Linked DNA regions of Mus musculus: regions 2 and 3 are each linked to region 1. A link is a contact called in public Hi-C and promoter capture Hi-C data. All regions are on one chromosome and are shown on one strand. The core of a region is the stretch at or near the end of the contact, and the rest is flanking DNA. Distances in the headings are between cores, read along the strand shown. Region 1 holds the start of Hc (hemolytic complement). Region 2 holds the start of Rab14 (RAB14, member RAS oncogene family). Region 3 holds the start of Phf19 (PHD finger protein 19).

Evidence for each region. Promoter capture Hi-C pulls out the DNA fragments that hold promoters and counts their contacts. Hi-C and Micro-C count contacts between places; a contact is called where the count stands out from the background.
Region 2: a contact with region 1 is called in a Hi-C map of liver, with 2.2 times the contacts expected there. The contact joins the promoter of Rab14 here to the promoter of Hc in region 1. A contact is called at or near these places in 2 of 39 promoter capture datasets (embryonic stem cells and stem cell-derived epiblast-like cells), 1 of 484 Hi-C or Micro-C datasets (liver), 1 of 115 datasets of contacts at active chromatin or transcription factors (pancreatic cancer cells) and 1 of 9 other capture datasets (adipose tissue).
Region 3: a promoter capture Hi-C map of neural stem cells shows a contact between it and region 1. The contact joins the promoter of Phf19 here to the promoter of Hc in region 1. A contact is called at or near these places in 14 of 39 promoter capture datasets (the 3T3-L1 cell line, 3T3-L1-derived adipocytes, the C10 cell line and 9 more), 4 of 115 datasets of contacts at active chromatin or transcription factors (bone marrow-derived macrophages, craniofacial prominence, large pre-B cells and 1 more) and 3 of 9 other capture datasets (adipose tissue, liver and pancreatic islet).

What each region holds. Positions count from the first base shown.
Region 1 is chr2:35,059,887-35,064,262 of GRCm38.p6, reverse strand. Hc (hemolytic complement) reads left to right here and starts at 2,851. Exons shown (of 41, transcript NM_010406.3): 1 at 2,851-2,944. The coding sequence starts at 2,880. It overlaps Gm39794 (predicted gene, 39794), which reads right to left and starts at 753. Exons shown (of 2, transcript NR_168708.1): 1 at 649-753.
Region 2 is chr2:35,198,358-35,202,776 of GRCm38.p6, reverse strand. It overlaps Rab14 (RAB14, member RAS oncogene family), which reads left to right and starts at 1,657. Exons shown (of 8, transcript NM_026697.4): 1 at 1,657-2,017.
Region 3 is chr2:34,912,369-34,916,701 of GRCm38.p6, reverse strand. Phf19 (PHD finger protein 19) reads left to right here and starts at 2,726. Exons shown (of 15, transcript NM_028716.4): 1 at 2,726-2,761. Gm24905 (a small nuclear RNA gene) reads right to left here and starts at 452; the gene lies at 347-452.

The DNA.
Region 1 (4,376 bases), core at 1,602-4,101:
TTCCTCCACAGTCTCTGCATCAGCTCCTGCCCTGACTTCCCTCAAGGATGGACCAAGATATGAAACCATAAGCTGAAACAAGCCCTCTCCAAGTTGTTGTTGGTCATGGTGCTTGTCACAGCAATAGCAACCTCAAGGAAGACGACCTGGTCCTCAGAGCCCTTCATGGCACCATTAGCCCAGGGGTGACACTGCACACAGCTGGGCCCTCCACCTCAATTATTTATCAAGAAAATGCTCACAGGCCAGTCTAGCGGTAACCTTCTCAATTGACATTCCCTTTTTCCAAGTTGTAGTGAAACCAGCCAGCATGTTAGGGAAAGCCATCTGCTCTCCACCTTAGGATAGACACTAGGTGACAGTTGTGGGAGGTTCAGTGACCCTCAGGGTTTCCAGCAGAGCTGAGCACCCATCTGCAATATTTGTACAAAATAAGAGTCAACACCTACTCTCCTCTTCCACAAGCAACATCAAACACTAGTGCAAAGGTCACATAAATTAAAACCCAGTGGGCACCTGTCTTTGAACTATATTTAGAGGATAGCTAGATTTAAGCAGTTTTGGTTAAACACTTGAGACACTATGAATTGTTGAGAATGGTCATTTGTTAAACATTTTCTCCAAAAGTGGTTTGAAAATATCACTTACTAGTATTTGCCCTGGGGGCACGAAAGTCTCGCCTTCCCTTGGACTTGAAGTATAACTATTACTATGTCAACCAGGCGTTCCTTCACTCTCTCAAGTTTTGTTTCCCGAAAATGACCAAAAAGTCCTGTTTGCTTTAACTTGACCCATCTTTTGCAACCCGGCTTAATCATTCTACAGGCTTTCTTTGGAAATAAATGAGCTAGATAGTCAAATAATAGTGGCAGCTTTTTTCCCCATTTCAATGATATGTATAAAAGAAATACTAATAGTAAAATAGTGTAAAAATTTTTTCTTGCTACTTCACTTTCTTTTAATAAATTCAGTATTAAAGAGTTGGTAAATAAAACCTTATTGACTTAAGGAAAGTATGTCATTGCAGTGTGGCCAAAAACATAGGACATACAGGACTATGTTTAGACATCTCTTTATTGCTATTATTATTATTATTATTGTTGTTGTTGTTGTTGTTGTTGTTGTTGTTATCATCATTGTTATAGACAGGGTCTCACATTGCCCAGCCTGGCCTCAAACCCACTATATTGGCGAGGATGACCTATAACTTCTGATTCTCCTGCGTCTACCTCCTGAGTGCAGTGCTCACAAGCGCACACTACCATAGCTCATATTCATGCAGGGCTAGGGATTTACCCAGGACTGAGCATGCTAAGCAGACACTCTACCGATGGAATAATACCTCCAGCCCTGGACATTTCTTTTGTTACCTTAAAATACAACACATATCATATACTAATGTACAAATGAACACTAACAAAAGGAAGATTTAAATCAAATTTTTTAATGAGCATGAAACATAATAATAAATTTAATTAAAAATCTTAAAGTTATCTTTTGCTTAATTATACTTAATTATAAATGAGGCATGAAGATCAGCTGTTGTGAGGTCTAGTTGTGTATGCTTCTAATCCCAGCACTTGGGGGACAGGGGCAAACAGATCTCTATGAGTTCGAGGCCAGCCTGGTCTATATCTATACAGTAAATTCCAGGACAGCCAGGCCTGGGTAGAGAAACCCTGTCTCTGAACACCAAAATTTTTAAAAAGAAAGAAAGAAAACAAACTGTCATAGGAAATACTACTGATTTTTGTTCATATTAAGTTCTTGTATTAAGCTATTGAAATCCTCAATGAAAAACATAAATACTTTGAATAAAATATTCTATTACTGATTGTATGTGAATTTTGGAAGAGTGACATGTGAATTTATAGACAGACACACATCCAAGTGTCTGGTTAGGGAATGACATGAGCATCTCGCCGGGATTTCCATCTACCTTTTTCCATCCAATGACCCGTTCCTTCTCTAGACTGGTGTGGATCCCTCTGCAGACCAGTACCGAGGATGCTACTATCATTTCTCTAAGTTAGACTCATTCATTCTAAAACCATCCATTTAAAATGAAATCCCAGCCAGGCCTGGTGGCGCACACCTTTAATCCCAGCACTCGGGAGGCAAAGGCAGGCAAATTTTTGAGTTCAAGGCCAGCCTGGTCTACAAAGTGAGTTCCAGGACAGCCAGGGCTATACAGAGAAACCCTGTCTCAAAAAAAAAAAAAGAAAGAAAGAAAGAGAGAGAGAGAGAGAGGAGAAGAGAAGAGAAGAGAAGAGAAGAGAAGAGAAGAGAAGAGAAGAGAAGAGAAGAGAAGAGAGAAAAGAAGAGAAGAGAAAAGAAGAGAAGAGAAGAGAAGAGAAGAGAAGAGAAGAGAAGAGAAGAGAAGAGAAGAGAAGAGAAGAGAAGAGAAGAGAAGAGAAGAGAAAAGAGAAAAGAAATCCCAGGGAGTCAGTCTCCAGTCAACCTCAGGAACAAATGGAACCTACCAGAAGCAAGTTCAAAGGTGTCATGAACCATCTTGAAGGTGACAAAAGAAAGCCAGAGCCAAAGTGACTCCTGGCTGCCGGCACTGAGCCTTCACGGGGGCAGGCACCCACATGAGAGTCCTTTTACGTATAAAAGTAAGTCTTTGGGTTTAAATTAATGTTAAATACCCCCATCTTTATTACTGGACATGATAGGATGTTAAAACATATTTTATGTTCATTAAAACACCCTCTTTTGTCCATTTCTGAGTTTAGCTTTCTCACTTAAAAGATCTTTTTCTCTGACATTAATAATTAACCGGAGAACTAATTTATCCAAACTCTTCAAACTCAGTTTATTTAAAAGGAAAGTGGTTACAGGGAGGCCATGCCCATGGGTTTATGCCGCTACCAGCCATGGGTCTTTGGGGAATACTTTGTCTTTTAATTTTCCTGGACAAAACTTGGGGACAGGAACAAACGTAAGTAAACCGAGCCATCTTCATTTTCCCAGGCACCTTAGTTACAGTGAGTGAGAAGGAGGTTCATAGGGCTGGGCTAACTTGAAAATAACTGTCCCCTTCTGAAATAGTAAATGGATAGCCTCAGCTCCACACGAGAAAGCTGTGGAAGGGAATTGATTTGCTGAGGAGCTAACAGCTCGACCGTTTCTGTGGGACAGCCACCTATAAAAACGACAGAAATGACTGTTCACTTTCCTGTTCAGCAGAAAGCAAAAGCAAGATCCATCAGCTTCTTGGCATTCATCACTTCCTTATCCTTAACACTCAGTTCTCGCTTTCTGGGTCTAAGTGCAGTGAAGCCCTGGTAACGCATATGGCAGTCTTATAAATCAAATCATTACTGACCACAACTTTAATTAATGCTATATTAGATTACTTTATAGTGGTTACTGAAGCATTCCCAACTAAGGGATCAAATTCAAAACTGTGGTTGTAATACTCCTATATTCATGACCCAATTTGTCATATAATTTCATTGTTATCAAAATCTTGTGCTTTTCAACAGTGATTGTTGTGTATACAAACATCTTAGTATTGGAAGTTAACTGAACACTACCTCACTGAACCCTATCTATCTATCTATCTATCTATCTATCTATCTATCTATCTATCTATCTATCTATCTATCTATCCATCTATCTATCTGACTGTCTGTCTGTCTGTCTGTCTATCTATCTAAAGATGAGGTTTTGCTGTGTTGTCTAGACCTGTCTTGAAGCATATGCCCTCATAAATCTCCGGCATCAGAGCCCTGGCTAGTTGGTACTACAAGTGTTTGCTAATATGCTGAGCCTACTCAGTCCACATATGATGACAAGCCCAGACAGGAAAGGTGACTGGCCAAAGGTCACCTTGATAGAGAGAGGAATTTTACCGAGGTGTCCTGTTCCCGCTTCAGTTCCTCCTCGACTTCAACAGAAATGCATCTGTAGACAGGCAAATGGAAGGACAGGATAAACAGGTGCCATAAGCAACCGCACATGTCCACTCTGAGATTTGATCACAAGGCCACAGTCACTCCGTTACCTTAGCTTCTTTTATTTATTACTTTTAACAGATAAGCTCAGGGAGATCAAGATTAAACATCAGAACCCAGGCCCTTGTGATCTGCGTCCTGAGTGAATTCTTCCTGGCCCTTATACAAAAGCATCTCCTCGCGTTCTCTGAAAACATGAGCAAGGATACGGTTTACATCACAGTGCTTAATTGCTTGGTGGTTCAGCAAAAATATTTGAACCTCATTCTAGTTAGCTTTCTTACCATTGAGACAAAATACAGGATAGGAGCAATTTAAAAGAGGAATTTGTTTCATTTCACAAAGATTTCAGAGCCATCACTTACTGGAAGGGTGTGATAGACAGGGCAGTTCCTGATGGGGCAGCTCAGAAAT
Region 2 (4,419 bases), core at 408-2,907, 140 kb before region 1:
CCTATTCAAATTGCCCTCGGCACTGTCTTCCATGTTCCTACCAGGATGGCATATTAAGCCCCACTTAAAATCTCCAATGCTTTTTCTAGTCCAAAGTCCCAGTTGTTTCCATATTCCTCCAACAAATGGAATGGTCATGACTGTCACACAACACCCCAGTCCATGGCACCAATTTCTATCTTATATATGTCATATGGGGCCCATTCTTATTTAAACCACCACAATGAATTAAACCACTGACCTCCAGGACTGGAAGAGAGTACCTTATGCTTATCAAATAATAATAGTCCCCATTCAAGGTATTATATGCCAGGAATTTTGTATGCATTGTCTATTTAATTTTAACAAGAAAGATAGGAATTAGATATCACATCCTTACTTTGGAGAAAAGTCTGAGGACCTGAGAAAGTAAATGACATGTATAAAACTGTTGTCTGTATCATGTATTTATCAAAACAAGAGATTTTCAAACTGCTATGTATTTTTCTAATGACATCTCACTTTCCTAAGGCAGAACCAGTTTACAACGAAAGGTTTTAAACGCTTAGAATTGCGACTTTTCTTTGGGGGTTCTGGAAAGGGCCATTTTATCCACTAGGCATGGTAGGGATAATGGTTACAGTCCATAGTCCCTTCAGAGACACACAAGATATGTACCAAATCCTTTAAAATCATGGGGGGAAACCTGGGTGTGATGGTGCATGTCTTTAACCATAACACGGGAATACAGAGACTGGCAAATCTCTGCAAGTTAGAGGCCACCCTGATTCACATAGTGAGTTCCAGGGGAACCAGAAGTACATACTGAAATCCTGTATTGAACCCCACTCCACTCCTCAAAAAAAATCAGGAGAAAAAAGGTCAACTTCTATGCTGAAAAAAAAAATTGCTTTGCTTTGCGTTATTAACATATCCATCCTTGTGGCAATGTAATTGTAAAATATAAATTAAACGTAAATGTAAGATAAATAACGTAAATGTCAAATAAATAATAAGATAAAAAAAGGAAATGTAAGATAAACGTAAATGTAAGATAAGTAAATCCACATCCAGGTTCTACAAGGCAAAAAGACGAAAGACCAAGAAAGTGAAACTGTTGCTTTCACCAAGGTGTCTTGGGAAGGTGGGAGTGGGAAGTGTCTTGGGAAGGTGGGAGTAAAAATGTCAAGTTTCCCTCTTCCTGTTGCTGGTGTCCGCAAAGCAAGGTTAAGCTAGACAAAGATGAAACACAAGAAAGGGCCACCTCCTAGCTACATGATTATACAAATGGGTTGGTCAATGTGAACCACCCTTTTGCCTCTGATGGCACGAGAAGCGTCTCTGGGTGTTGGCCAGCCTTGTTCCTACTAGTCTCCAATTGGTCTGTAAATGTTGAATAAATGCAGTAAATACGTGTGTGTTCCAGAAGCCGGTATACAGAGGCGGCCCAGTGATAAGCAGTTACGCGTATTAAAAATAGTTAGGTCTCTAACGGCGACAATTCTGGACAGACACTGTCAACCCTTAGAAAACAGCGTGCGAACCTGCGCAGTAACTCCGCCGGGAGGCGTGGCACACGACTACGCTTGCGCAGGCTCCTTTCCCCGCCTCCTTCAGGCGTGAGGACCAGTGGGGGCGGGCCGAGGCCGAGGCGGGTCTACTCCGGAGGGGCGAACTGACGAAGGGGCGTGGCCGTCAGGTTAGTCTCCACCACCCTCTTCCGGGCTCCGCTGGCTGCGCGCGCATCCTCCCCCCTTCTTTTGTGGTCCGGCCCATTGCGAGGGTGACAGGAAACCCTGTGCAGGGAGCGCCGCCATCTTGGGCCAGCCCGAGGAAGATCCTGAGGGAGCCGCAGGAGCAGCCGCCGCCGCCACCGCGACTGCCACCCGAGTGTCTGCAACCTCCGGCCAGCCCGCCTACCTGCCAGGGCCTCGGCTGACGGATTCCGGCCTCCCTCCCGCCGCGTCCGCCCTCCGCTTCCTCGTCCTGACGTCCCCCTCCCGTCCGGAAAGCTGCCCAGCCACCAGCAACCCCCCAGGTAACCAAGGCCTTCCGCAGGGGCCGCCGGAGCCAGCCTCCCAGCCCGGCCCTTCCAAGGGGCGGAGGCGAGCCGAGAGGTAGGCGGGCGGCGTCCCGGGCTGGGCCCCGCAGGCCGCGGCCAGCCCGGGGGTCGGCGGAGGGCGCCGGCCTGACAGGACTCCGCGGGGCGAGCTGTCGCCCGCGCCGTCCCGGGCGGCTCGCGCTCCCTGCCCGCAGCCGGGCTCCGAGGCGTGCAGGGAGGGTGTGTTCCCACCTCATCCGTCCGACCTGCGGGGCACAGCCGCGGCCTCCGCAGGCCCGAGTCTCGCCGCCTTTGCCCGCGGCTGTAGAACACCCCCGCAGTGTTGCCCCACGCGTGGCGCGCCGGCCTGCCACCCACGAGCCCCCAGCCGTGGCAGTCCCACCCTACAGGGCCTCAACAAAAGGCAGCGCTTCGGCGTCTCGGGCTGGCTCCCGTGTCCTTGTAAGCCACCGCTCTGTCGTCCCGGCTGAGGATTGGGCGTGTGGGACTGTGCGCGAGGTTCTCCGAATCCCTGTAAAGTCCCTGGCCAGCCTGCACTGGTTGGAACCTAGACAGCATCTAGAAAGAACGAAGGGAAAAAGTTTGGGCATCTCGAGAATTTGAGAAAAGACGATGGAACGGGAACGCTAAAACTCCAGTGTGTGCCAGACACGGGTTTAGGTGTCTTCACACATAGCTTGCTTGCTTCGAGTGCCTTTTGAGAGTTTTCCGCATTTTTTTAATAAGGGGCGAGGGACGGACCGAAGCCAGAAGTTGTCCTGTAGCTGAGTAATGATGGAACACAAATGATGGCTTCTCCCTATCCTGGCTGGTATGTTTTGTACTACAGTACATTCCACGAGGGCTGAGATACACAATACTGGATCGGTTCAGAGAGGAGACAACTGAATTCCATTTTCTCTCCATTCACACTGGGTGAGAACTGATAAGACCCAAAATCTATCATGTCAGCTGCTACTCTGGCAAATGCTCCTTGGAGGAGAGGTGGTGGTAGCATGTCCTCCGTATTTGTGAAGAAAGCTATGTTCTTGGTGGCTGCACAGCCAAGTATGGAAATTCTTGGAAAGTTTACTGGTCATGACATGTTGTTTCAATTACCTTTTATGTAAATGTGATTGTTGAGTACAAATTTGACCCATTAATAATGCAGCTTCCTCTTTTCCCTTCCCTGCAGCAGGCGATTATCTCGGGAATTCAGTGTAACTAGGAAATGGCAGAACCCAAGGCACAAAACCTTAGCCTACACGCTTTCGTGCATGGTCAAGTAAAATCGCCCAAACCATACCTACATGTTAGTTACTGAATTGATCCTAACCAAGTTAGCTAACCTCCCAGACTCAGTGTCCTTATAAATTGTGCCCACATTTCAGGGTCATTTTAAGGATTAACTAGAATTAAAGAAAGCTCAGGTTTGACATGCAAGTTGCCTGTAGTTTTGCTAGCCATATAATGGGTGTTTAATATCTGTTGGACAAGTACTGTCGAAGTAGACTCTGGCTTAATCTTACCTGCCCATTTAGTAGTATATAACCATCAGTAAATCACTTCTGACCCGGTTTCCTAACTTGTAAAATGAATTTTTAGGGTTAGAAATTGTTTATAAAGTAGCTAGTTTATATTAGGGGCTCAGTAAGTGGAGTTATTGTAAAGGTGTAAAAACCTTAGATTATAATTGCTATTGAAAATTCCTTGGAATTAAGGCTTTTTAAAAAAATTTGCTTTATATTTTTCATGTTAAATTGTATATTTGTAAACTTAAGCTTTGCAACAGAGCTTGAAAATTTCTTGCAGCCAGGTTTTATAGGTCTTATTTGCATACTCTTAGCAAGACTTGTAAGATAAAAATGTTCAAACTATAGCTCTCGAGGTGTTTATGACATTAAAAACGTTAGCAATGTGGGCCTGGCAAGATGGCTCAGTAGGTAAAGTCTTTTGCTGCCACGCTGACAACCAGACTTAGATTCTGGAACCCACCCAGAAGGAGGAGAGAAAGGATTCATGCTAGTTATTCTCTCTAATATCTACATGTGTGCCACATGTGCACACATACAGTCATACACAAGTATTTTAAAAGTATGCAGGAGACAAATTATTATTAATATTAAGTTATACTATATTTCAAACTTTTTAAAGTTTGCAAAATAAAGCATCAGTATAGTGAGCATTAATACTGTATTACTGATCAGTGTCTGCAGTGAACAGTCTTGGTCTATCTCTACACTGCTCCTACCAAACTCACCTGGGTCTGAGACAAGTCATTAGTAAGCTTTTACTAATTCTTTCAAGTGCAGGTACCATTGTTTTGTTGTTGTTGTTGTTAAATACTTTTATGGAAATCAGAAAACAGATTTGGGAGTACTTCATTTCTTATTCATAGC
Region 3 (4,333 bases), core at 1,477-3,976, 150 kb after region 1:
TATGCTTGGTCTAGAGAGTGGCACTATTGGAGGTGTAGCCTGTTGGAGTAGGTATGACCATGTTAGAGGAAGTGTGTCGCTGTGGAGGTGGGCTTTCAGACCTAGCTACCTGAAAACAGTCTGCTCCTAACTTCCTTTCAATGAAGATGTAGAACTCTTGGCTTCTCCTGTACCATGCCTGCCTGGACACTGGCAGACTCCTGCCTTGATAATAATGGACTGAACCTCTGAACCTGTAAGCCAGCCCCAATTAAATGCTGTCCTTTATAAGACTTGCCTTGGTCATAGTGTCTGTTCATAGCAGTTTCCATCACTAATCAAATTAGCAATTTCCCTAAGACATGAGGGAAACATGGGATGCTTATTAATCTGCATGCCACCCTTGCACAGGGGCCAGACTAAGTTTCTCTGTATCATTCAAATTTTAGTATCTACGTTGCCTAAGGGAGCACTGATCGTTTTTTTTTTTTTTTTTATTACTCTATGTGTTGGTTTTTCAGGACGGACATGGTTTCTCTGTGTAGTCCTGGCTATCCTGGAACTTACTCTGTAGACCAGGCTGGCCTCGAACTCAGATCCACCTGCCTCTGCCTCCCAAGTGCTGGGATTAAAGGCCTATGCCACCACACCTAGCTAGCACTTCTTATTTTTTTAACCTGGATTATTATTATTTTTTTTTTTTTTTGATCAGTCCCTCCTGAAATTCCCTCCTCCTGAAATACGGGCCTCTCTGTTACTGTATCCTGTCCAAATGCTAGTTTCTCCATGGACCTTAGCCTGTAAACCACTGTGAATGACACACAACCTTTTTGGTGACATTACAAGTCTCCTGTCTTTAGTATGTCAACACCTTCTCACTTCACACACTGCTTTGGAGTTTACCAAAGCACCTGCTCCTTCTTGAGCCTATGTTAACCTCTCTCTAGGCCACGGCCCCGTGAGGCAGAGTAGTGTTGCCCCCGCTTTGGAACAGATAGGACGGGGTATATAAATAAACCTTGGGGGCTAGCTTACCCACAATCCCCCTGCTCAGAGGCAGAACTGGCCTCATAGCAACAATTCCCTAATTCCATGCTAAAGACCTTTTTTATATAAAAGTGTTACCCCTGTACTGGCTGCCTCACCAGATTGCAGGCCCCATTTCTCTTACTTGCCTTTGTGCCCAAAGCCAGTTGTAGCCCTACACAAGAGAACAGTGGATGAATACAGACTAGACAAAGCACGGTATTTACCTTCTGCCCACCCATGGGGTGACAGGGACTTTGCATACAGTGCCTCTAACCTTCCCAACAGCTGGACAACTAAAGTGACACACTCAATCTCACATCCAGGAATAGGTGGCGCCAGCCTGTGAGTTACAAAGCCAGGCTTGCTCTGTTGTCTCTGTCCCTGGAATCCTAAAGGTGCCTCTGGCCAGCCTAGAGGCTCATGACAGAGCTTCCTGTACAGAGAAGGGTTATCTCTGCAGAAAGTGGTGTGCAGCTATGCCTTCCTGGGCTGGAAGAGCCTGTCTGGTGGGGCTGCTACCAACTTCCTTTCCAGGCTCAGCCAGATTCTGCTGTGGGTCAAATCCTCAGGAGGAGCAGTAAGACCCAGAAGTAAAGGGGAATGTGGGCATGTGGAAGAGGACTCCTGTATCTCAAACTGAGGGGGCAGACAGGAGCTGCAGGCCAGACTGCCCACACCCCAGGGAGCAGAGGGCCAATGTGAACCCTGAAAAATGAACAGGGAAGGCTCTAGGAGGAAAGAGCACACCAGGAATGCACTCATCCCAGCAGGGTGTGTCTGCAGGGAGCCATTCGAGCAGGTGCAGTGGGCAGTCCAGATTGAAAGCAGGGATGCAGGTAGGGGGTGTTGACCGACACTATCTCAAGCTCTGGCGCCAAGAGTGCGTCTGGTTCAGGACACTCTGGTTTTTTTCTCCTGGAGGGAGATCTTATCTGATTGGAGCCCTATCCACAAGATCTGTCTTAAGCTTGCCCTTTTCATATTTGCCGTGTTTGTGCACATGGTCTGTGTGACTATCTCTTTTACACTGTTAACTCTACAGTGCGTGACTGGCATACTCGAGTGGGTCTTGTGGTCACTGTGTCGGGGCTCTATGTTGCTGACTTGTGTATGCCTTGCACGTGGTTTCGCGGGAGTCTATGCTGAGGGCAGTGTCATTTGAGTGTTGTGACTTATGGCACACATATATATGTGGTGTGTGTCCTGTGTCTGATTCTCTTAGGCTTTTCCTGGTCTCCAAGGAGTAGTGTGGAATGTTGGTTCTGTAAGATCAAGGTGCTGGGAGACCAACCCGGGTCGTGAAGGGTCTGGGTGTAGTAGCTGTGTGCGTGTGGTGTGCGTACGCTCGCCCAGCCGTGGTTCTGTACAGCTGTGTTTCCGCGTGTGCCCGCTGGACTCGCTGCGCGGGGGCGGCCCCGGGAGACGCTGCGGGGCCCCGCCAGCCGCGGGCTCCAATGGCAAAGCCGGTGCGGCCCCTGCTAATTACATAAGCGGGGACGTCAATAATTCGCGGGAAAACGCGAAAAAGATGGCGCCCCGCGCCCGGGGGGCCCCTTCCTGAGCTCACCGGCCCCTCCCTCCCCGCGTCCCCTCCTCCCCGCGGCGCCCCCGCCCCGCCCCGCCCCCGCCGAGACCCCTACCCCGGCCCCAGGGGCGGACACTCGGCCAGGCAGCCCTGGGCCGAGCGCACCGCCGCCGCCGATGTGCCTGGTGGCCAGACTCCAAGTGGGACCGGCTGACGCGCTGCCTCGCGGTAAGTCCCGCGCTGCGGGCGCCCCGGGAGTGTCCGCGTTTCACGCTTTAATCCCTGCACACGACCCCTCTCCTAGAAACCTAGATTGAGCCCTAGGATCCCCGGGCGGGGGCTGGAGGCTGCGCGCTTGTGGGATGGGGATAGAGATGGAGCCCGAGCGGTACCCTCAGGGCAGCGGGAGTCCCAGCCACAATCCCAACGCTGGCCAGGGTGTGGGTGACAGGTCTCCGTTTGTGGCCGTGTGCCTTTTCTTTTCCATTTAAAGCTATGGAGAGGAGGATAGGCAGGACATTTGGGATTTTGCTCACGTCCAAAGTAAGGCACGATCGGCTGGGAGCGGGAGAAAGTTTGCAATTAGAGCAACTGAGGAAAGGAGTGCCTGAAGCTGAAGGGGACACTTTCTGCAAGCTATCCTCCCCCCTGAACACCCTTTTAAAAAGCCAACGGCCGCCCTGGAGAGGCCTCGGCGCATGAATCATGCGCGCTTCCTGCCCCCGCCCGGCCCCGCGCGCCCAGTGCCGCGGATTTGAACTGGACTCCGACGGGAACCCGCAAACAAGCATTTCTGTGCCGATGGGTTTGAATCAGCCAATCACAGCCCTCGGGGGCCCTCTCCAGGAGGATGGAGGCGGGATGGGGGGGCCACCACCCGGGGGCCCAGCACGGCCTCGGGGGCGCAGCGACCCGGCTTGCCCCCAAAAGCTCAGTGGGGGAGGAAATGTCAGTTTGTGAACCTGCTGAGGCCGGCCGGCCCTGCGGTACTCCAGGCCCAAGCAAGCAGGGACCTCCCAGCTCCCAAAGAGCCAAGTGCCAGGGAAGAGGGCAAAAGTTCTGACTACAGCCCACACCTGGTGCTTGTGCCTCTGCCCTGGAATAAAAGACAGGAGGGAGAGAAGGCAAGAGGAGCTTTACTCCCATCATCGGGAGACCCAAGACCCTGACTATGCCCTGCCGCCCCAGGCCCCTCATATGTCCACGTGTATTTAGTTTTACGTATAGGACTAGCACATTGCCAGACTAACCTTCTCTGAAGAGGCACTCACATGGAAACACACCCAGAGCTGTCTTCTTGTGGGCTGGCAGGGCACCAGGTGCCCAACACCTAGGCAGAGGGAGAGACCCTGAGCAGGAGCGCCCCCACCATCCCCACACACGGCAAGCTGTGTTTGACCTTAGAGTGTATGTATGTGGAGGAATGTGATGCCAGGTGAGCCCCCCGGAGGGGAGAAAGCAATAATGCTGGCCACTCCTGAAGGTTTGGGAAGCCACAAACCTTCTGGAAGATTCCTGGAGGGAAGCTGGGTGTCCTGAGACTCCCCGTACCAGGTGCCAGCCAGTAGTAGCAAGCGACAGGCTCAGGAAAATAGGCTTGGAAAAGATGAATGAAATAATTGATGAAGAAAACTGAGACAGAGTTGGAAGCAGAATACGCTGGGGAATTGGGCAGGATGCTCCAACCATTCTAGGGTGGAGATTTGGAGATTCTCAGGCCACTGCACCAGGAGCCACTGTGGCAGGGAAGCGAAAGGCAGCACTTCAATGAGATGGGGGAGAGCCAGATGTGTTAGGTGC